Linked DNA regions of Zea mays: all the other regions are linked to region 1. Evidence: chromatin contacts called from public Hi-C data. All regions are on one chromosome and are shown on one strand. The core of a region is the stretch at or near the end of the contact, and the rest is flanking DNA. Distances in the headings are between cores, read along the strand shown. Region 1 holds the start of LOC100501212 (WEB family protein). Region 2 holds the start of LOC100194228 (Mitogen-activated protein kinase kinase 3). Region 3 holds the start of LOC100193153.

Region 1 (2,700 bases), core at 78-2,577:
CAGGTGAGAGTGTTTTATTCTGCAGAATTTCCAGAAAGCTTCCAAAACATAACACAAATGTGAAATTGTTAAGTCTGACAAATCAACTGTAGCAAACAAAAGAGAGAATATCAGGGCACGTAGTTTTTTTATGTATTCTAGTCCTATCTATTTTAAGGTTCGTTCCACAGTGGCAATATTAATTACCGCAGTGCAATTGTTTATGCCCTGTCTCCATGATTTTCTCATTTTGAGTAACCATCCCATCCAATTGTCAGGACATACTCAGGTCTAAAATAGAGATAAACAAAGGGGAGAAGGGGGAACAGCTTTGATAAAGAAAAATGTTTGATTACCTCTGTTTGAGGAGCCTTGGGCTTTCTTTCAGCTGATTTGTCAGATGAAAAGCGGACCTCACCAAATAAACTCACTGCAGCTTTAACAGATTGAATTGGAGCCCTTGTATCTATTTCGCCAATCTCCCCTTTTTCTGCATCAGCAGATGGTGGACGAGCTTTTGTGCCCATATTTGCCTTCATTTATTTAAATATTTTACGCAAGCTGCAACAGGAAAAAAATGAGTTAAAACAAAGATGGTGGTAGGAAAGTCATTGGGGTGTGAAGTCAATAATAATGAAGTTGAACATGATAAAAAATGGAGTGAAGAAATTACTAGGCAGCATGAAGAAAATAATAATCTATGGTTTCTCGACCTTTCAAAATCGCATATTTGAGCCATAATACCAGGAATTGGTTGTCACCAGTATGACAGGTTAGTGACATTCAAATCCTTGATGAAAACCAGTGAATCCTGGATTACATGCAGCACAAAAAACAACACGCCTGCTCCCAACCTTTCTGCTCTTCCCCACCCCATGGATCCTAGAAACAAGATTCAATCTAGGGCTTAAACATTCCACAGTGTAGAGCTTCACCCATGACAATCTGATACAATATTATGGCAACAACAATGGCCTTTCTCGGTGTGCATATTATGGTGGAGGGGGGTTCAGTTGAACTTGAACCACACACAAAAGAAAACAAGCTTTACATTTGCAATAGCCCCACCACGCAGAGAACAAATCCACAACGAAACCAGACGAATCGGGGCGTTGAAGCATAGGCAAAGATTCCGGTTATAGGCCTTAGTGTAAAGGGACGATTCTACAAACAAAATGGGAGCAAAATCAGCAATTTGGGGAGTTCTTACCAAGCACGAACGAAGAAATCGACAACCAATGCCAGAGGGTAATGGGACGACCGGAGTGCGGGTGGGGGAGAGATATGCAGCCGCGGTGGGAGAGTCTAAATCTGGGTGGGTTGCGGCCGTGCGGGGCTCGTGGTGCCGTGTTCGTCGGGTGAAGCTGTGAAAAAAACGAGGGGGCGGTGGTAGTTTCGAGGAGCTCGACAAGGAATTGGGATGGGTCCGGTTCACAACTCACGAGCGGGGGAGGACCCGATGAACACAGTTGGTTTAGGTTTACTCTAACCAAATGATTATCAAGCTAAATTTTGATTACTCAACAACAAATAACTCTTTAATATATTAGCCATCTAACTCACCAAACTATCCAGTTTTTAAAATTGGCTCTCTTTAGTTAAACTTAGCTAACCACTCTAACTAAATAGAGTCCGTTAAAGTGAGATGTTATACATAAACTGTAAACTTTATAAAAAAGTAAATCTCTACTACATCATATGTATCTACCGAGGACGTCCACCCAACATCACCACGTCCCCGCCCCGTCCCCGCATCGCGTCTGCGCCGTCCTCGCACGACGTCATCGTGTCCGCGCCGCTCCAGTAGCCCTCGCGTCCTCCCTCTCTTGTAATGGCGCGCCAACACCCCCAACTCCCCGCTACCCACCCCTCGGAAATCTCGCCGCCCCCTCCCCCACTGGCGGACACAACGTGTGATGCCTCCACCCCCAACTCACCTTGTCCGCGCCCGACACCGACAAAGACGGCACAACTATTGTTTCTCTCCGGCGTGGGCTACGACGCCACCGCCCGCGCACGCATCAACTGGACCCACCCTGCTCGTCTACGCCGGGCCTAGATCCCACGCGCCCACACGTGTAGGGTTGAAAGCAAGAGACGTGATGGTGGCGGTTCTGCAAGCCACGCCGCTCAAAACCCCATTCATCTCCAGTCGGCGCGTCGACGGCGTGGGGGCATGACCGCGTCTGAAAGTTGCGGGCTTCCGGTGCTCCGCGACGGCGAGGAGCTACAACATCACGCTCCTCCCCGGAGACAGCATCAGCTGGAGGTGGTCGCCGTCGCCAAGGACGTGTTGTCCCTCGCCAACGCCCTCAAAGGTAAGCTGCTTCGTCACCATACAATGCTTGGTGCCTTAGCCCTTGAACTCTTAGGCATGAACATGTAGCAGGATCATGACCCTCCTTGTTTGCTTCCTAACGCCCGACGTAGGAATCGACCACCGGTTCCAGGAAAGCTGATGGGTGGCTCAGCGTTGGACGCCATCGGTGTGCTGCTCCCCGATGAGACGCTCGACGCGGCCAAGGGTTCTGACACCGTCCTCCTCGACGCCATTGGAGGGTGAGCGGATTTGTTATTGTCATTTCTGTAGCAGACACAAAGCCGTGCATTGCATCCTTTTAGTTGGAATTGCGCTCCCACACCTGCGCTATGAGTACTTAGATGATGTTTAGTGATTGTAGCTATAAGTGGTCGCACATATCAAGGTGAGCTAACTATTTT
Region 2 (2,700 bases), core at 149-2,648, 390 kb before region 1:
GATGCCAACACAAAGAGACAGATTGAGCCATAAAAGTTTGAGGTGATTGGCCCTAGACTCAAATACGCTCCTGACTGGAACCAACTGATTTGGATCATGTCGAGTTTGCATAAAAAATCTGGGTTTAGACATTAGAAAAGAGTTGACTGAAAAAGGGAAGCTGCATATCCAAACGAGTTGACTTCCAGTACTGAGAAATAAATAAATTATAAACAAAACATTCAGGAAACAGAAGCAAATGAGCCAAAGTGTGATATGTAGCAGTCAATAAAAACTTATAGAAGGTAATTGGAGTATTGAACCACAAAATCGATGTGATTATGTCCACTATATCCAATCTCATTGGCTACAGCAGACCCTGCTCTGTTCATCACAATAGATTAGGGTGTATTAAGACCACCCTCTGGGGATTACATAAGAGGGTACACAACAGAAAAATCACAAGGAACGTAAACAAAGCATAAACCTATCTGTGTTCATTTGGTTGCTAATCCTCAAATTAAACAAAAAAAAACAATTGAGCATGTACATGTACCACGCAGAGAGGCAGAGTTAAAGCCATCAATCGACTTTCCAAGTCTCCCACCTTATTAGACGAGTTGGCTAACATGTCATAATGTACCAGATAACTACAATTGCAAATACCAATGAAGAATAGGCCAAGAATACCAGGGCGTGCTTACTGCGTAGGAATCGCAAGTATCTTCTGGTAAGGGCACCCTGGTACTGGCGCCAACTCTGTCCAGGTCATCGAACAGCAAGGGTTGTAGCTTCTTCTTCAACTCCTCCAGCCCTGCCATCCAGGTGCGCTGAGGCCAGGGCCCCTGCTTCTGGATTGCAGTACCCTGAGGTGCCGTTTGGATAACGGGATATGAGAGGTGGGATAGGTAAATGAGGAGGGATGGAAAGCTCATACGCTGCTTGGTTCATGGGAAAGGAAAATGGGGAGGGAAGGCAGCGGTCTCTGGTCGTTTCGACTCAGAGCGAGGTCCGAACTCTAGCATCGTCACTAGGGTTTCGGTTTGGTTTCTTCCTCAAATCCTTCACAGATCTAGTGTTTTTATGCTGGTTTCTTCTCTTTCCCAAGCCCAGAAGAGCAGGAGAGGTGCGTCCGGAGCGCGCAGGCTTGGGCGTGCGGAAAGCAGGGCCCGGAGCCGCGCTGGCGGTCGGCCAGCGACCGGACTGGAGAAGGAAGACGCGGCGCTGGGTGGTGAGCAGAGGCGCGCGCCAGCAAGGGCGAGACCTGGAAGGCGGAGGTCGCCGCCGTGACTTTGCCTGGTGAGCTCGTTCTTGCGCCTGAGAGTGCGGTGGTGATCTAGGGCGGGGGTGGAGGCAGTGGGTGGCCGGTGGTAGAGGTGGACCGGGCTGAGGTGGTTGCGTGAGGCAGTGGTGGTTGCGTGAGGTAGTGGACAGTGGTAGTGCCCGATTTTTTATATATATTTTAGCTTATTTTTAAAAAAAATATTAACGTTTAGACACTGAATAAAATATTCTTTATTTTAGATCCTCAGCTTGACCCTGAAATAATATTGCTCGACGTTATAAATCTTGGCGTCGAGCAGAGGGTCACGCTGACGCTAGCGTAGGCTCGATGACGTGACGGATGACGTGTCAGACCTTAGCAGCACAGACCTTGATGCCAAGGTCTGATAAATATGCTCAGTCGGCTTTTCCCTCTCGCGCTCTCTCCCTCACTGCACCTCACTCTGCCCGCCGACCACCACCACCGCTTCGTCCCGCCTAGTACTGATGCGCCCCCTTCTTCGCCTCCGTGCCTGGTGTCACTCCCTCGAGCTCGCCTCATACTGCCCCAATAAGTTTAGTTTTAGTGGATTTAATTTAGTTAGAGGATTTAATTTAGTTAGAAGATTTAGTGGATTTAGTTTAGTTAGTGGTTTGATTAGTTAGTTTAGTATATAATCTGGTTTATTTTGATTTAGTTAGTTTAGTATATACTCTAGATTTAATTAGTGGATTTATTATTTACTTAGCAAATTATGTAGTTACTCTGTATTTTATTTAGCTTACTTTCTACTTAGGTAACATCTTTATTTGCTATTTTAGCTAGAAGTTTGCAAACATGTTTGTTAGTTTATAATTTTGTTATCAAATTAATATAGTTAGGTTACTTACATTTTTGTTGGTTAGCTTGTAATTTTGTTATTTAGTTGGTGCAATTAAGTAGATTGTCATTTAGTCGTTATTTGCAGTGACTGAATGTGCATGCAGCCATCGTGTTTTTGTCTGCTACTGAGTATGTATGTCAGTCATTGTGCTGCCAATTTCTATGTAGATTTTAGAAATCTCCCCATATAAGGGAGGTGCTATCGAAATTTTCATTAACAGTGCTATGTTGCTTATTTTCAGACAGGAGGCTGTCCAACTCCACCACCCCCGCCACTGGCACCTTGACTCCACTGCGACCTAAGGTATAACCCATTGCTCTTGTCATATTCATAGAATTTTATAACTATGTTAGATGTGGGAAGTTATTAGTTAGTATATAATTATTACTTAGTAAGTAGTTATTACTTAACCATTGCTTAGTACTAGCCCTCTATAGCGTAGTGCAGTGCCAACTATGACCCAGCCCCCGAGGGTGCCCAAGCAGGGTCTCCTTCCTGTACTTCCATGGACGTTCACGCGGGATCTCCTCCACACTCTGGTTGTATGGTGGTAGCCCAAACTTTGGATCAGGGA
Region 3 (2,700 bases), core at 94-2,593, 430 kb after region 1:
CCGTCCACCGCCCTCCCCGCATCTCGGCCGAACGTTGCTCTCCCGCCGCAGGCTCCCGTCCGGTGGCGCACGACATCTCTACATCCGTGTGGCACGACGCTCATCTCCGCGACGTGCTGCTCCGATGCGGCATCATGGGTGCTGCGGACGGCGCCACCAACGTGTGCTTGGTAGGCGGCGATGGCGACAACTGCAAGTACGGCACCAGCCTGCAGCGCATCTCAGATCTCGGATTTTTTTGCCATCAATCAGCAAGCGCGGCAGGAGGGAGCAGAGCCGGAGATGGGGCGGTGCTGGTGCTGCTGCCGGTACCTAAAGCTGCTATGCTTGGTTCTCCTCCCACCGCTCAACTTATGCCTGCACCACAGCTGCTGCTCCAATCTGTCCCCATTCTCACCGCCGAAGATTCGCTCCATTTTCTATGGCACCTAGAGTTGGCCTTCAGGGGAAGACCGCTCCACAGGCCAAGAAGTCGTGGGGTTCCGAGATTGCCAGTAGCGGTGGCCGGAGCTCCTCCGATGTTTCCACGCCATATGCTACGACGTCTTGTGCTTCCACGCCGGATGCCACAATAGACAAGGTGAGGTCGAGATGTTTCTCTTTTCCTTACTGGAGACTTATAATCAATTGAGTTGTGCTCAAGCATCGTTCCTTGATTTTTCTCTAAATCAATTGGTGCCTGCAGCATATTAAGACTGTCATGTCTCTCAATCTCTGCCCATACTTGAAGCCAATCTGGCTGATCACAAAAGACAGTCATCACCCTTTACCGCACGTAGCAGCCCAGTATTCGAGATTAAATCCTGAATTTGATTGTTAAAAGATATCATCATATCAACGAAGCTAGGCCACAAGACTAGCCTGATACACTGTGATGCCTGCACCACTTAAGGTACTACTTTCCTGAAGAAAGTCAATTTGCTGACAATGCAATGACCATTCCCTTGCCTATTCACATGGAGAAACTTGATGTTCATATAGAAATAAATATTTCTAGACACTTCAAGTAATAAAAATACAAAACAACTTAAGACTACGTATGAATGGCTCAAAATAATCATTAGTCACAAAGCTGAAAATACACCGTGACCTAACTTTTTTAATTGTGGTCTCACAGTTTGATGTATATAGTGCAAAATTTCTTTCAATCTTTGCTTACTTCAACTTCTTTCTATAAAGTGGACATAATCTAACTTTCCAGGCACATGCCCTAGAAGATGAGATCTTTTCTTCATTGCATGAATTCTTGAGAACCTTTATTTGAATTCTAGTGTTAATTTCTTTTCAATTGATTTTCTCCCTGCTGATATACATGCTTATAAAGAAAAATAAAATTATTTCTTTTTCACTTATATATGTTTAACCTTTTCATGAGAGCAGCTTTATATATTCACGATTTCTTGTTGGGTTGCCAACGTTATGTTTATATTGACCAACTTTATTAGGACACTGCATTCTGGTATTTGGCACTTAACAGTTCCACTTTGCAGGAAGAAAGGTTCAGATTGTGAGACAAAGGATATATGTACCATATCACTGCTCCTCTATCAAGCATCAGTTCTCATTATGTATATAGTTTTACCATTATGACATCCATTTTCCTTATCAAATGAATATCCATTTTATCCCTAGGAAGAATGGGATAACTGTTAGTATTAATTAGGTATGTGATATTCGTGAAAGGCACTGTGACTTTACTACATGAATATGCTCAAATCACTTTAATATAAAACCCTTCATATAACACATGGTAACAGAACTGTTACTTATATTTCCTCTAACCATTCTAGACGATTTACCCTACAATCTTTCAGTTCCTTCATTAATACTTTTCTTTTCAATTCATGCCTGTGTTCTTATACAACACACAAATGACTACTTATGTTTTATAGCTCCGTCTAGTTTAGAATCGTAGAATTTCCTGCCCGTGCAAGCATTAGATTGTTTTTTGGATTGGTTAACTAACAGTTATCGATAATTATTTGTTGTAGTCACTGTTGTTTTCTTTTTTCCTTTTTTTACTTGATTCAAGGACTGCTAGTGGCCGAAGGGCACTGCCTCCTCCTTTTGCTTTTACGTGCTGCAAGACCATTGTTATGTATTTCATGTTTATTATTACTTCGAATACGGCTAGAATACAATGTTTTAACAAGGTATGGTGATGGATTACTCTCGGTTGTTGATTAATCTTGTAGCACGTCCTTTACTAAATATTGTGTTTAAATGGCGAAGGATGATGGAGATACAATGAACACGAAAGTCATTATTATTTTTAGCCTTGGCGCTATATGTTTGTTAGCAGAGGTTACATGATTCTTCTTTCGGAATAGGCGGAAAAATGAGAGCCTTCACTGTTGTTTATTTAGTAGAGGTTGAGATCGTATTTCAAATTATTAAGAACACTATTGTTTTAGATTCTTTCACATATTCATACGTTTGAAAAAAAACCGCATTCTCCATGATGTTTTGGTCATAGAGAATGTAATAAAAGTCCATTAAATAGCATTGATACTCCCATACTATAGTATTTTCCTTTGTGTTGAGGATTAATGCAACCACAGTGTTGTGGTTTGAACACTAATCGAGAAGGCCTCTTTACTGTTGTCTAGGTCAGTTATAACTTTCATATATGTGCTTCCATACACTTTAATGTTAGTAGTACAATTGCTGTTAGCAGATTAAAAACTTAGTTAAACATAT

What was found. Hi-C and Micro-C count contacts between places; a contact is called where the count stands out from the background.
Region 2: a contact with region 1 is called in a Hi-C map of ear, with 2.4 times the contacts expected there. The contact joins the promoter of LOC100194228 here to the promoter of LOC100501212 in region 1. A contact is called at or near these places in 2 of 25 Hi-C or Micro-C datasets (ear and tassel).
Region 3: a Hi-C map of tassel shows a contact between it and region 1, with 3 times the contacts expected there. The contact joins the promoter of LOC100193153 here to the promoter of LOC100501212 in region 1. A contact is called at or near these places in 2 of 25 Hi-C or Micro-C datasets (ear and tassel).

What each region holds. Positions count from the first base shown.
Region 1 is chr3:97,841,780-97,844,479 of Zm-B73-REFERENCE-NAM-5.0, reverse strand. It overlaps LOC100501212 (WEB family protein), which reads right to left and starts at 1,327. Exons shown (of 3, transcript NM_001195994.1): 1 at 1,190-1,327; 2 at 336-540. The coding sequence starts at 518.
Region 2 is chr3:98,229,263-98,231,962 of Zm-B73-REFERENCE-NAM-5.0, reverse strand. LOC100194228 (Mitogen-activated protein kinase kinase 3) reads right to left here and starts at 1,398. Exons shown (of 9, transcript NM_001279806.2): 1 at 684-1,398. The coding sequence starts at 914.
Region 3 is chr3:97,409,142-97,411,841 of Zm-B73-REFERENCE-NAM-5.0, reverse strand. It overlaps LOC100193153, which reads left to right and starts at 1,343. Exons shown (of 16, transcript NM_001358658.1): 1 at 1,343-1,568. The coding sequence starts at 1,420.